2 separate regions of the Zea mays genome follow, and region 1 is linked to region 2. A link is a contact called in public Hi-C data. All regions are on one chromosome and are shown on one strand. Each heading gives the region's core, a stretch centred on a gene start, on an enhancer-like site or on the middle of the called end of the contact. The rest is flanking DNA. Distances are from core to core; before and after follow the strand shown.

Region 1 (3,457 bases), core at 313-2,812, 410 kb before region 2:
GGAACCATGTTCATGTTCTTTGTGTAACCATGTAAACTAAACTGTGTATCAGTTGATGTTACTTTAGTAGTGATAAGTAAAGCTAACATGGAGAAGGAAAATGCAATGGCAATCTACATGAAGCTTGTGGAAAAGGGGTTAAACTCATAATTTATTTTAGTGGCAAAGTTCCTAATAAAGAAGCTTGTACTTCATTTTTATGTTATATTATCTATACGTGTAAATGGAGATGATTTTATGTGATTTGGTGATGGATTAAGTTTGTTGAATATTTGATTTTATTCAAATTAAACTTTGTGTGCTATTTTTAAACATTTTTCTAATGTTCACACAACTATCCGTACGTGTGATGTGATGATGGATGAGTAGTTGCTGTTTGATTTTTTTTTCCTGATTTTGATTTTTTTTTTTTTGCACAAGACGGGTATTTGGCCCCTTGATTGCCAAATATAACAGAGTGAAAAAAATCCTCCATGAAAATTAAAGTATCATTTAAAATACTTTTAAAATCCTCTTGCTGGATTATTTCCCGGGGCTTTTTGTCCTCTCGCTGCCAAACTAAGCTCTAGTGGTCAATCTTCGTATCTGCATTTGTTTCATCAAGACTCGAAGACTTCTGGCAATCAACGATTGTTTGGTAAAGTAGTATTCAATACCTGGCTCTGGCTCTGGCTACATAAAAATCTTATTAGGTCTGCAGTCAGTCGTATCGACTCCGAGTCTGAGGTCTGTTCAGATGATCATTTTTCACACAAGTATTGTATCTAGCACTTAATAAAGTTTATTAGGTGTACACGATGGTGATGGAAATGATGTTAGTTTTCTCTAGTGCGCAGCCATGGAGTAGGAAACCACATAGAAAGCGCAAGTATTATTTAGATCAGCGCCAACAAATCCTCGATGGCGTGGGCCAAAGTTCTCCATAGATTCGTGAAACACGACGTGCAATTAAGTTCAATCCACCAAAACTATACATACTGACACACTAGCCAGCAAATTGATATGGATATCCAGTTGGGCTGCGAAGGCCAATCTGAACGTTGGGCGCAAGAATTCAGAATACGGCATCAGCACGTCGCCTCTGCCCGACACACGCACGCAAACCATTAGAATTTACTCCATAATTTAACGAAAAACAAAAACCTGCAACGTGTGGACGGCCGTGATGCGGCTGCTGTGGGACAGGTACCGTTGACCTCAAGCGTGAACCGTCCGATGCAAGCACGCATGTCGGCATCACGACGTCGCCCGCTCGCCATTTTTTTTGCTTATGGCGCAAGGAAAGAGGCTGGCAACTTGGCATCCAAGTTTAGCGCCTTGCGTACCCGTGCCCAGGTGGGTCCGGACCCATGCGTCGGAGAGCGATCGAGGACGGAGGGCGGTGGGTGGATAGGATAGGCCGGAATAATAATAACGCAGGTGGGGTCACGGCAAAGGCGTGCCGCGTGCGTGGACCTCGCCCTCATCTCTTCTGCTCCGTGTTCAATAATTCCACCACCGCATAGCTCCTGCCTTCTTCCTAGTTCCTACCTTCGCCCCCCCCCCCCCCCCCCCCCGCCGTCGATTCGTGCTGCGCTCACCTCGACCCAGTTCAATATCGCTGGCGAGGGAAGCAGCAGCAGAAGCTCCGGCGAGAACCCCCACCTCCGGCTATCGCCTGGGGATAAAGTGGGGTCGGTAGGGGCGGTGACCTAGGGGGAGCAAAAGGGATCCGATAGGGAGAGATGAAGCAATCAATTTATTCGTCCGCCGTCGCCCCTGCTAACGCCCCCACTACTAACCCTAGGTAAGCGTCGTCGATCGGCGGATCTGCTTGTCTGACTGACTGGTTCCTCGGCGAAGAGGATCCCCTTGTATATTGTATATGTATGTATTTTCGATCTGGAAGCTTTTTTTTTGATCTGTAGCCTTCATGTTCGATTTGTTGGATGCCAATTATATGTGCTATGAAGATGTGAATTGTTGGGGGCTAAAGCAGATTTGAGATCACCAAATCGATTCTTCTATGTATTGTTGACTTTTCAAAAATTTCCATTCCTGCACTGCAGTCCTGTTTAATTACTTGTTAAATTATCCATGGAAACTGAGTGGATTTTGTCAGAATTCCGCTGAATTTTACCCTATGCACCATATTCTGATGTTTACTTCTATTACTTGACTAGTCATTTACTGCCCTGCCATGTGCTCTGCAATGGATATGGTCTAAGATACAAGTTTTCTTGCTCCATGTTCAGTTAAATTCATTGGTTAACTGCTAATTTGTGCATGAAAGAGAATATTTGGTGCTTTAATCCATCACCATAGATTATTTCATAACCATGTTATCTGTAGGTTAGTACAAGCATCTTGCTCCCTCACCAGCAGCAGACCTTCATGGCTAATAATACCATAATAGTAAAAGCCTCTCTATCTGTCTATATGGTTGCAGCACTCCCTAGGCATTGCTAGTCAACAGGTTGACTTATTTTTCATGGAAAGAACATTTTTGCACCACGACATGACAAAAGATGTGTGCACTTCTATAATCTGTTTGGCCATGCTTAACATAACAGCTAGTGACAGCATTAAGATTTGGATTTTTCCCAGGGTCTCACTGGAAAATTGATACCATAGTCATTCCTTTTTTTTTTGAGTGTCCTGCTGTAATCCAATATTGTTTTGCTGCATATAAAGTGCAGCAACAATTATCTTACTGATTTCTGACAATTTTCCCTTAGCAGGATCATACTGTCTTTTGGCGTTTCTTCTCCGGCTCTTTTTCGTTTGCCTGTCGGTTACAAGGTGGAACGTCTTCAGAAGCTTCTCCACTAGATTAGTGTAAATAGTAGACTTGTTCAGGTTTAGTTTGGTTGGAAGAATTAGTTTCTGGTTCGTGTTCATTTCTGCTAGCAATAATGGCTGCGATGAACGGAAAGGTATTGGGTAAATGTGGAAGGAACATGAATAGTCTCAAGAGAAAGCGGGAGAACCCCGCTGCATATGATGCTGACATATTCCACAACTCTGAATTGCATCAGCACCCTGTCAATGATTCTGCTGTTAGGTTTCATGTTGATAAAGACCGCAAGGCAAAGATCGTGTGCCACTTCAACAAGCAGGTTTTGCAGAGCTATAAGAACTTCATGAGTAGCGCACCACCTAAACGTATTTTGCTTCGCATAGGTGCTGTCTGGAAAGACTTCCCAGAAAAGATTGTCAAATTGGCACAAGCTGACTTCAGGGCGAAAAAAACAATCACAGAAACAGGATATCAGAACCAGCTATTTTTGCTGGATTTTGCCCATATGACATTCATAGACACGAAGACAGGTCTTCAGAGGCCGATTGCTTGGATCGATGAAAATGGAAACCGCTACTTCCCAGAATCATTTGTGCAAGATCAGAAAATATTTATGAAGAAAGATTTTGGCAACGGATATCATGATTACATTAGTGTTGAGTCAAATGGGACACGAGA
Region 2 (3,969 bases), core at 583-3,082:
AGACTGTTCGTTGCAGAGCGAGAACGTATTGTGTTGTCGTTACCAGAAGCAGCCTCACCTCCTCCGTATATATATACACGCCTCACGGCCACGGCCCGGCCGACGGCACGCGCGTGTGGCAATCCTTTATCCTTTTCTTAGCTTCTCAATAGATGAACCAATGGTCCTAAGTTGAGTGAATTGTCTCTTAAACTTCCAGTATGGTACTAAAGTCATAATACGTCGTAGCATTAAAGTGGACCTCTAGCATTGACTATTATTGAATATTAATATGGATCAGTCTCATATTAATTCAATATATTACATAGGTTCCGTTTGAAAATGAAGGGGTAAACTCACAAAATTGGGAAAAAACAAGTGGTGAAAGGGAGAGGTATAATCACGAATGCTTAAAAATAACTAAAGTAAAATAACAAATAACATGTTATCCATCCGTATCATCGCTAGCCCGCGGTCATGCCATGCGCCCCCCTCCTCGTGACTTGGTCGCTGCCTCGCAAAGACCGAGAGACCAGAGAGTGGGCGTCAAGTCAAGTCGTCTCCTGCCCGGCTGGCTGTCCGAGGGAGGCGAGACCTTCCCTTCGGCCTTCCGTGGTTTTGGTTTGGATCGTCCGTCGGTTGCTTTGCTTTGCTCCCGCCGCGGTCTTGCGAGGTTACCCCGTTGCTCTGCTGCTCTTTCCGCGGCTTTGCGTGGACTAGCCCAGACGTACGTGGGCGGCAGAGACACGAATGCAATTGCAATGCAACGTACGTAGGAGTATGCAATGCAATGCTTGTGTATGGGGTGGTGGTATTGGTTCCACCGAGGACACCGACCAGCTGGGTCTGGAAAGCGATGGAGTTGAGGACGGGTGCGAGTGGTTGACCCTGCTGCCTTTCTCTGTTGTCAACATCGCGGTCTTCAAAATATACCTTCAAACAAGATTTTTTTATTAAAATATACATTTATACTTTTATAAAAAAATACTTTTTAAAATAAATCGGTGCATATAAATAATAGGTGTTTGATAGATCTCTCTTAGCTCTGCTCCAAGCGAGAATCACTTCTAGGAAACTAAATGCCTAAAAAACTGAGTTGCTCTATAGTGAGAGTCAAGTGAATCTAATATCTATTTTGTATCAGAGAGTGGAAGCCACACAAAAAAACCTGCTTCCCGCTGCTCTCAACCTGTTCCTCACACTTCAACCCATCGAGAATCACTTCACGCACAATTTGCTAAACGATTTCGTCAAATAGATTCACTTCTACTTGAAAAATTATTTGGAATCACTCTATATATTGGAGAATTAGTTCTCGAAGCTAGATAGTCACGCGAAGCCTTAATTGTAGTCAAAATTTTAAAAGTTTAATTGAAATCTTGTCCAAAACGACAACTAATAGCATACCAGAGTGATTATGTAAATATAAAACTTCAGGTGTACAGTAGGTACGGAGCAGCCATCGTTATTTTATGGATCCGTATTTTTGTTGCTGGTTCAGCGTCGCTTTCGTGTATCTCCCTCCCTCGCGACCGCAAAGCCAGACCAGATGGGGCGATCTACGGCGGCACCGGCAGCAGCAGGAGGAGGAGGTGGATATCGTTGTCATCATCCCGTTCAGCGATGGATGATGCATCGCCAGGAGAGTGTGGAGACACATCACACAAGCAGAGAGGAGCACGCGTCAGCCAGGGGGGCCTGGCCTGCCTGCAGCGGTTTGGTTTTTCCTGAATCGGCATTGAAAGACTACTGTACTGTACTGTAGTCAAGCTGGTCGAGAGGACACAGCATGCAGGTGCAGGTGAGCAGAGCAGGGCAGTCAGCTCTGCTCAGGCGCTCAGCCAGATGGATGGAGAAAGGAGAGAGGGTCAGGGAACAGGCGGACAGCTGACGCATGGGCCCAGGTGGGGTGGTCGTCCATGTGTCCCACGTCTTTCCTTCTTTCGGCAGCCTGGTAGGGGGTAGGGTTGCAACAAGCAAAAGTGCAAAAGGCTGTTGGGTGGGTGGACGGTGGACCACCACCGCCGCCGCTGCCACGTGCTCCACTTGGCCAGGCCAGGCCTGCAGTCGGCAGTCGCTCCGGCAACTAATTTATCCAGTCTCTCGCCGGATCCGCGGGCGGATGGATAGCAACTCCTCCAGGACTAGGACTAGTAGTATCCGCTTAGCACTGCTCCAATCCAAGGTTGTTCCTGCAGGCAGGAAGGAACAAGAACGAAAGCGACGTGCCTGGCATCTGCACCAAAGACCGAGTGGCGGACCTCGACGAATCGGAAACGGTCGGCACTTGTTGTGTCAGTGTGTGTGTGGCGACGAAGAGAATATTGTTACCAGGACTAGGAAGGGAGAGCTGTACTTGTCATGGTCTCTCATGGTCATGGATCCCGCGTACGTACAACATGGGGGCGCGGAGCGCGAATCTCCTGTTGCTTCTGCCCTCCACAGCCACTCGTCGTCCCGCCACAGCCACAGCGGGGGGAAGGAAAGCGCGGGTCCTTGGCAGTTCACACACACACAGTCAAACACGCACGGGGCACCGCACAGGAGATGCAAAACCGCAGCCGGCCAAAACTGTGGTCGTCGTCGCCCGCTACCACTAGGCAGGCACATCACAGCATCCAGCCTGCTTTCTTCGGTCTTCTTGTTTCCTCACTTGTGTACTACTAGTATTTATCTTATAAATGCAGAGGGGTGGGTGGAATCTCTCGCGTGCCTTTTTTTTCTCTCTCCCTGAGCTGCCAGTGTCACCGGCATTCCGGCACACGGCTTTCCAGGCGACCCAGCCAAACCCCATGCCATGCCCATGCAGCGCAACAGCAACAGGTGGGCGAACACGAGCAGTTTTGGCCGTAAGGCTATGCACAGCAGCCATCCACAAACTCATATTTAAATTTTATTTTGCGAACAGTACTATAAATCTATAGTGTAAAATAATGTTTTTGGATAACTTACTACAGACGGTCTAGAGTGTTTATGATGCACCAGTGCAGCACCTCGTAGAGACAGAGGGAATTCAATTGAAACTGATGCTAGATCGGCGCAACCATTCCCTATCCCAATGCTACCTGCTAGTAGGAGAGTGGTAGTAAAGCGAAGCAGGAGCAGCCTGCCGTCTGGCATGCATCTGGCGTCTGCACAGGCTCTCTTCAGGGCTATACCCATGCCTACACTCCGGTGACCTGTTAGGCTGTTACTGTTGGAAGAGCATACAGAGCTCCTACTCTCTCTCTCTCTCTCTTTTTTGTATATGGCAACTTAGCAAGTGGTTTCCCAGAGATGCCTAGTGCTAATATGAATATGATTGCAACAAGTGTCCCCGGCGACGTACTACCACTAGCAGATAACGATACCCACGGGCGGCCAATATCCAGCCCGTGACGCAGGAGCAAAGACACGTCAACCTCGTCCGCCACATATACTAGCAGATGCTCATGCTGCGCAGGGCGGCCATGTCCCAGACCCAGAAGAAAAGAAAAGAAAAAACAAAAGGTGCCCCCTCTCCGATCCAGTCGAGCTCCCGCTCCCCCCCCCCAGCTAAGCGCGTGCGTGGTCGTGGCGTCGCTTCCGCTCCAGCCACAACACCCACCAGCCACCACGGCCACCCTCGCCGCTTCAGGTTTTCTTTGTTTGATTCCCATCCCATGTAGTAGTATTATTATAGGAGTAGCAGGCAGCAGCACAGGACACACACACATGGGTTATATATTCTTCCGGCTGTTGGGGCAAAAAGGGAACGCGCGCGAGCAATAACGATGTGTCCAGTGCTCCATCTCCATGGGATTATATGCTCTCGCCTTTGCCTGTGTACGCACACACATGTATGTATGTACGTACTTCCTACGACCCATCTCCATCCGCCGCACGTGAAACGAACATCACTGCCCTGCCCGCAGATGGTTCATGTGGCCGAGACGACGTCAAGATACTCGACGTACAGCCACCACCAGGCAACACACTCTGTGGTCGTAGACTCTGCTCTGCTGTTGAGGC

Evidence for each region. A called contact is a pair of places that touch in the nucleus more often than the background predicts.
Region 1: a contact with region 2 is called in a Hi-C map of leaf, with 3 times the contacts expected there. The contact joins the promoter of LOC103637733 here to the enhancer-like site in region 2. A contact is called at or near these places in 3 of 25 Hi-C or Micro-C datasets (bundle sheath, ear and leaf).

What each region holds. Positions count from the first base shown.
Region 1 is chr1:105,462,335-105,465,791 of Zm-B73-REFERENCE-NAM-5.0, reverse strand. It overlaps LOC103637733 (probable inactive poly [ADP-ribose] polymerase SRO1), which reads left to right and starts at 1,562. Exons shown (of 7, transcript NM_001428418.1): 1 at 1,562-1,786; 2 at 2,721-3,457. The coding sequence starts at 2,895.
Region 2 is chr1:105,052,589-105,056,557 of Zm-B73-REFERENCE-NAM-5.0, reverse strand. No RefSeq gene overlaps it. Among protein-coding and RNA genes, the nearest start is that of LOC103644834, 27 kb to the right of the region's middle. Within about 2 kb of position 1,832, at least 20 of the 20 cell types and tissues checked have an H3K27ac peak or open chromatin away from gene starts, as enhancers often do. A contact at or near this core is called in bundle sheath, ear and leaf, where this site is marked.